Linked DNA regions of Gossypium hirsutum: region 2 is linked to region 1. The links are chromatin contacts, called in public Hi-C maps. All regions are on one chromosome and are shown on one strand. The core of a region is the stretch at or near the end of the contact, and the rest is flanking DNA. Distances in the headings are between cores, read along the strand shown.

What was found. Hi-C and Micro-C count contacts between places; a contact is called where the count stands out from the background.
Region 2: a Hi-C map of leaf shows a contact between it and region 1, with 4 times the contacts expected there. The contact joins the promoter of LOC107889316 here to the enhancer-like site in region 1. A contact is called at or near these places in 14 of 34 Hi-C or Micro-C datasets (callus, fibers, leaf and 2 more).

What each region holds. Positions count from the first base shown.
Region 1 is chrA11:107,638,411-107,642,460 of Gossypium_hirsutum_v2.1, forward strand. No RefSeq gene overlaps it. Among protein-coding and RNA genes, the nearest start is that of LOC107889325, 15 kb to the left of the region's middle. Within about 2 kb of position 2,376, at least 1 of the 9 cell types and tissues checked has an H3K27ac peak or open chromatin away from gene starts, as enhancers often do. A contact at or near this core is called in leaf, where this site is marked.
Region 2 is chrA11:107,735,493-107,739,127 of Gossypium_hirsutum_v2.1, forward strand. LOC107889316 (GRF1-interacting factor 1) reads left to right here and starts at 1,841. Exons shown (of 5, transcript XM_016813692.2): 1 at 1,841-1,952; 2 at 2,277-2,489. The coding sequence starts at 2,409.

The sequences.
Region 1 (4,050 bases), core at 1,126-3,625:
AATTTTTTTTATCAATTTAGTCGCTCTAATTAAGATAATTGTTCGAATTAGACATTGTTATTAAAAATTCCGTTAACCAACTAACAAATTGTTTAAAGCTTGTAAGTTTTCTCTTTTTCCTTGTTGTTTGTTTCCTAGGAAAAGTAACAGGAAAAAATTATGATAGCTTTGACTTGTTTGTTTTACTTGTAGGTTTTAAAGTATTATGTTTATAGTATTTATTTGTACACATTTGATTTGTCCTCGGATTCAACTACGCGCTTTTCAGATATCTTTCGCAATTTCTTCAAGATCTAATTTTAGTGCGATAAAATTTTCTTTTCCTTTTTTTTTAAAAGAAAACTTTATTTCCCCCCTTAATTCTTAAATTTCCAGTTGTGTTTTGTTTCTTTATGTGTGTGTTTGGTTTATTAATGAATTTGGTTTAGTTTTCAACTTTTTTGATGAAAAATAATGATTCCCCAAACAATTTTTTTTTTCTGATATAAATATTTCTGGTCTTTTTCATTTTCATGGTAATTACGTTATTGTTACTGGGTAATGAATGTTAATAATGAAAGGATAATTTTGAGGGTGCTCAAGAGAAGATTTTAAGGTTTTTTTAAAGGAAATTTTGAGTTTTTCTTTTATTTTCTCCTTTGCATGTTTTATCATAAAAATGTTATCTCATAAAAATATTAATAGAAAATCAATTAAAGAAAAAGAAAAGAGTGATAAGGTTGTTTGAGTAAGAAACTCGAACATGGGGTGTTTTGAACAAGTCAAACAAACAAGTCACAACTATTCTCATTTTCTTCGGTTACTTTTTTAAGAAAACAAACAAGAAGGAAGAAGAGAAAACTAACAAGCTTTACTCTTGTGTTGTAAATAAAAAAAAATGTTTTTGGGTTAATTGTAGAGAGGTTCTTAGCTTTAGTCAAAAGTAAAAAAAATACTACGTCAGCAATTTGTTAGTGGATTAATGAAATTTTTAACGACAATGACTTATTTGAGCAGTTATCTTAATTAGAGTGACTAAATTGATAAAAGAAATTAGAGTGACAAAAATATGAACGACTCTACAGTGACATGTGGTGGAGTTTACCCTAAATTATCTTTGAAAAAGATTAAAATTCTCTTTATAAATAAGTAATGGTTTTAAAATATTATTTTTTACTTTGAAAATGAACAAATATCCAGCTAAGAATTGATAAATCTCAAAATTATATGTGAACTTTGGCTAAATGTGTAATTTTATACATGAAATTTTAATTTGATTCAGTTCTCTTAAATTATTAACATAAGTATTGATATAACATCATTTTATACTTATATATTGCCTGAGCAAATAATTATATGTATCTAATATAAAAATAAATTGATATATTTATTTCTTTAAATATGTATGATAGAATTAAAATTAAAGATTTATGTATATATTTGAACCACAATCAAAATTTCATGTGTATAATTGTACTAAATTGAAGCTCAAATTTCAAATTGCATATTGAAAAAAAGTTTATGTATATTTTGATATTTATCCCCAACTAAAAATTGCCACTCTTTCTGAAAAATTTCCGTTTTAATTATTTTATTTTATTTTACATAATCCTTTTCACCTACATAATTTTTTTTAAAAAAAAAATAATTACCTCATCAAACTTATTACTCTTTCAGAAGCTATCGTTTTATTTTAAATTATATTATTTTAAATTATGTTTGATAAATTAAAAAATTAAGTGCTAAAAAAAATAAGAATTAAACAATTAAGTGTTGAATTTAAATAATAAAATATGTTTTGATATTTTATTGAAAATTAAATATTGAATATAATTAGATTATTTGCTAAAAGGATAATATAATCTTAAAGGCAATCAAACAAAATAAAAAACATCAAGTGATAGGTCGTTATCCACTGGTCATTTTCTACATATTTTTGTAGAAAAAAAAATCTATCTAATAATTTTCATTTTGAGTTATCAAAGGTGTGTATTAAAATTAAGTTGTTAAAAATATTGATTGAATTTTTTTAACACTTTATTAAATAAAGTCTTATATTTTTTTTTCTTTTTATCTATTTAGTGAGTGTAATATAATCTAATGGGCGTGATTTAGGATTTCAAATTTATGAAATTTTTTTTTGTAAGTTAGTATTTAAAATTTTAAAATTATATTATTCATTTTGGTATGAAGGGTTCTGCAATTTAATTATATGAAATCTTGAATTAAAAAAATTAAGCAAATGTGTGAAATAAAATATCAAACTAATATTGATTTTATATAGTTATTCTTAAAAAATAGGGGAAAAAAGGGGAAGAAAAGAAAAGATAGGATTGAAACTTGGAGTAGAGAAATGAACGAGACAACCCTAGCCGTACATGATGTTAGGGGAGCTGAACCTCACACCATCCATTACCTTTCATTATTTCTTTCATTGTTTTCCACTATGCGGCTATGCCCCCACTCCCCCTCTTTCATTTATGTTTACTTCTAGTTAAAAAACCTCTTATGGAATATTTTGTATTTAATTTCACTTTTTTATTAATTGAATTAATCTTTTCAAATTAATATTCGAGTAATTTTTTTGATACAATAAAGTTTTTTTAGATGCCATAAGTCCATAAAAATGTGATAAGTGTCACATTTATTTATATATTTAGTTTTTTTACTATACTTTATAATATACGTGCTTGTAAAGTCTAAAAAATTCCACAAAATTGTATAGAAAAAATTTCCATGACTAAAACATATGGTTTTTTAATCAATAAAGGTTGGGAACAAGTAGTAAGACATATTGTATTTTCAGGAAAAGAACTCATATTCAAACATTGGACCCGATATTGTTAGGTACAATCATAAAATCTAAAAAAAAAATTAATCTTCATGAACAATAAAATGATCATGGATGATATTTTGATTATAAAAAAAACATAATTTTTAAACCAAATTAAAAAAAAACCCAAACTCATTAAGAAAAAAACTTAAAATGATATATATATATATTAAATTTAGTTCAAACTCGGTAATACATTGATGCAAAATAAAATTGTTAAATTAAATTTGTGATAAAATAGGTAAAAATATCATAGAGGTCTCTATACTAGAAATAAAATTGTATTTTGTCATTTCCACTCAAAAAATAGATAAATTAATCTTTATACGTTAGGTCAAAGAGCAAACTAATCTTTTTGTTAAAAGTTTCATCCATTTTTATTGTTAAAAACTGATTTGGTTGTCAAAATAATCAAATAGTTACACAATAGTAGTAATGGATGAATTTTTTAATAGAAATACCAATTTACTTTTTGATTTAAAATACAAAAATTAATTTACCCATTTTTAATAGAAAGAACAAAATGCAATTTAATAATTAATGTAAGAATATTTTGTGTAGTTTGTAAGTGAAAGTGAGATGTTTTTTTTTAATCAACATTAATATTGTACAATAACTTACGAAATCCTTGTATTAGTGATATCGATTGAACATGTTTACAAATACCTTTTTTTTTCTTTAACATAAAATTTCATGGCACAAAAATCCATTTCTAAAATAAATAAATAAATAAAATTGTTAGTTATTTGATTAAAGTGATTAAGTTTAAACATTTCTAACATCGTAGTTTTGATTTGGTTTTATAGAAAGATGGAATAAAAAGAACAAAAAGGAATGTGTTTGAAAAAGGGGGGGTAAGTTATGGAATGGAAGGAAGGGTGAGGCAAGGGCATGGATGGGTGAGTGATATGGTGACCCACAGTCCAAAAATAGATTTAGGGAAAGAGGACATGGCAATAGCATTGGCACCCAAGAAATTTGTATAGATGGAGAGAAATGATAAGATGGAAGGTCATTTTGACTGAACCTTGTATAATAGAAATAATAATAGAAATGAAATGTCCTAATTTTGGTGCAGTTGGAAATTGACTGGACAACACTAGAAGAATTGCATGTGAGCCTTCAGGTCCCAATTCCCCCATTTTGTTTTCAAATCATACTTCTATATTTGTGTTTGTTCAATCCCACCCTTACCAAAATTTTCCTCCCATTTTTAAACTCTCTATGGTGAGATATTT
Region 2 (3,635 bases), core at 591-3,090, 97 kb after region 1:
CACTTACTAGAAAGAATGGACAGCAATGAAGTTTCTTAGGCAACAATGGAGATTGTTCTTGGGTGTTAAGATTTTAGGTTTAAGGCTGGAAAAATGGTAGCAAGAAAGAGATGAGAATGGTGCAAGAACTCATCGCAAAAGAAAAAAAAAAGAATGGTGGCTCTTGGTGGTTTGGACGGCGGCACACAAGGGAAAATAAAAGAAAAATTGAAGAGAAAAGAGGAGAGGAAGAGGGAGGGTAGCTAGGGTGAAAAGGAAATGGCTAAAGGCTAAAAAAATAAGTAAAATTGATATTTATACCTAGGTTTACTAGCTAGAGGTGGTTCAAAAATAGGGAGAAGGAAAAATTCTAGCAAAATTTTAACTAGGGAAGGGATTCAAACTTGAAACCTTAACTAATTTTCATGCTTACTTATTTCCTTTTAACCACTAGGCTATTTGCTCATCTTTAAAATAATTTCACAAAAATTTTAAGCTAAATTTTGAGATGTTACAGACTTTTCAATGCTTGTTAAGGTTTTGCTATCGGTTGTGATGTGAAGAAGCTGCTTCTTTTTGTATTGGTTATTGATTTTGGGGGGTTGATTCACTCCAAGTTCTTGAATAATCTAAGCATTTTGTTAAAGGAACTTTTGTTTTTGTTGTTGAAAGAGCTATAATTGTAGCCATTAAAATTGGTATTACAAAGCCTTCATATGTTCTTGCAACTCAATATTGTTGAGAATTTGAGTTGGAATTTTTGTAGCTTGACCTTCTAGGGTGACCTAAGGATGAATTCCTAGTAGTGGTGATGGTGTGAATGGCCAGTGGTTTGGATAAGAATTTTGATATCTAAGTGGTGGATAGTTCTTTTTTAACAAGATACCATTGATGATAAAATTCTCAAGGATCATAAGCTTGCCTATTTTGATTCCCTTGTTGGTATTGACTATTTTGACAAACATTATATACCTATTAGCAAGTAACCTTGTTGATCCTAAGCTACTTGATGTTGGAAATTTCGATTATATTGGTTTTTTTTCTTAATATTGATTTTCGAGGAAATTCTACTAAGATGAGCCATGTTTGGTCCACGTTCATCACACCAATTATTGATACAAAAATGTAGATTGATGGTTGGAGATGATTCACACAGTTTTGTCGAGAACCATAGAATATAATTCTGGGTGGATTAGAGAAGAAGGGAGAGTGTGGAGGTAATTTCGCATAGTAAGAATATGGAAACTGCCTCAGAGTTCCTTTGTTGATGAGAGCTACTTATAAATTCTTCATATGGCTCCTAAGGATTTAGGTGTTCTTAAGAAAATAAATTATTGAGTTGTGGTTTACTTGGAGGCTACAAATAGTCTTGTCTTCACATATTATCTTTTAGGTTTTTAATGTATCATAACGAGATGCATGTGTAAATTATATGTTTACAACCATGCAAAACTATATTTTTCTTTAGGATGAAGTGTTTTTAACGAGTTATCTCTACGTTTCTTTTGACATGTTGAGAGAGTTCAAATCCGGTAAAAGATTCATAACAAATATCTATAAATATTCACAATTAATCTCCATAAATTATGTTACACATGAGCTGTAATTTAAGTTACATTACTTTAGAAAAATCTAAATCTATATCCGTAAAATTTAAATTCAGAAACATAACCTTAGATTGTATTAGAATCATTGGAACTAGAATAAGCTAAGTTTGAGTACGGAGATGGGACCAAAGTGTGTGCTAACACCAACAGACAAAGTCATGTCGAAATGAAATGGTAATAATGTAATAAAAAACCATTTTCGTTTTTTGGTTTAATGCATTGCATTGCAAGGGGACCTTTCTCTTTCCTACGGTAGAATTTTCCAGCTCTGCTCTGTCTCTCTCAATTCTCTGTATCAGCCATCACGTGACCCTCTCTCTCTCTCTGTCACTGTCTCAATTCTCTCTTACAGACAGACAAGGAAAGGTAGCAAGCAACAACCCAAAAAGGCAAACCCTTTTTTTATGAATAATTTTTTCCCTACTGAAAACAGAAAGAGAAAATAGCTTTCAAAGTGCTGAGAACCTCACACACCCTGCACTGTCTTCTCTTTCTGCCTTTGTTTTTCTCTCCTCGTGTTATTTGTAACTAAGGGAAAAACAAAACAACAATAACAATAATAATAGCAATAATATTAATAGTGAGAGGCGAGAAAGAAAGTTAAGAAACATAGAAAATAGCAAAAGGGTATCTCTCTATTTGTCTCTCTTTCTCTCTCTATCTCTTTCTTTACAATTTTTTTTTTTGCAGTGATTCTCCTCTTTCAGCTCAGCGTGTTTTGCATACAAAAAGAGAAAAAGAGTGAGACAAATATATATATTAAAACTTTTATATATTTTTTAAAATATTTGGAGAGTCTGTGTGTGGATATAAAGAAAGAAAATGCAGCAGCACCTGATGCAGATGCAGCCCATGATGGCAGCTTATTATCCCAACAACGTCACTACTGATCATATTCAACAGGTCCTCCCTTCCCTTTCCTTCCCTTCTTTCTTTCTTCCTTTTTCTTTTATTTGTTTCTTGATCACTATGTATGTGATACAGTATTTTTATTTTCTTAATAATCATTCATTCCTTTGATTAGTCTAAGGTGTTATTGGAAGCTGTATTCTTCATTTTATTGCTTGTAAAAGCTATTAGCTTTTCTCCTTTAGCTTTAATAACTGTTGGTAAGTGGTTTTAACTTCTAATCGTTTATATATTTGGCTTTCATGCTGCCAATGAGAAAATTTTTAATGGCAATTAGTAGGTTATCATGTATAGTTTTTAATGTTTTTCCTTTCTGAAATTTGTGTATGGGTTTGGGTATTTTTCATTTTTGAGATTTATTACTTAACGGGTTTGGTTTTGGGGACATATTTTCCTGTTAATAGCTAGGTTTCATCCTATATTATGCTGTTTCTGGTTGTAGATGTTCTTATTCCAGTTTCTAATGTATTGGTATGTTATCAATTTTAACCCTAGAATAAACTTTGCTTATTGGATGCATATTTATCAACAATGTATAGCACAATATGAAAGTTTCATTTGTTGTAATTTCCTTTTATCTTTGCTATCATTAGTCAATTGTAAGATGCTAAGTTACAATCCTAGACCATCAGGTATAAGTTACTCATAAAACAAGTTTAAATGATTAGCTAGTCTCTAGTAACCAGAGACACTACTAAAGAAGTGAGGAGATTATTGTCCTCGAGGCTGCCAGGCTGGTGGCTTACGGAACTGCAATGGTAAATCGGAGAATTCCGGCGGACAAAACCATCTGTGTGTGCCTAACCAAGCAATATAGTGAGGATTTCTTCTATAATGAATCTCTAAGCACAGAGTAATTGGAGTTTCTTAGGAGAATATAGGTGTTGGTAATTGCAAATGGGAACTGTTGTTTGATATTAACAAACTTGTTCGGATTCAGAGTGTTATGCATGGAAGAACTATGCATTCTTTTTGTTACCTCACTTTTCTTGGGCCCATGACTTTAGTTCTTAATGCTTTTCTGGTAGTGGTCCTCCATTAGTTCAATTTGACACATGACCTTTTGATATGTCTTTTGCTTGTTTATGTGGTCCTGTCTTGATAATCGTTTACTGGTGGTCCTTTCGATATGTTTTCATG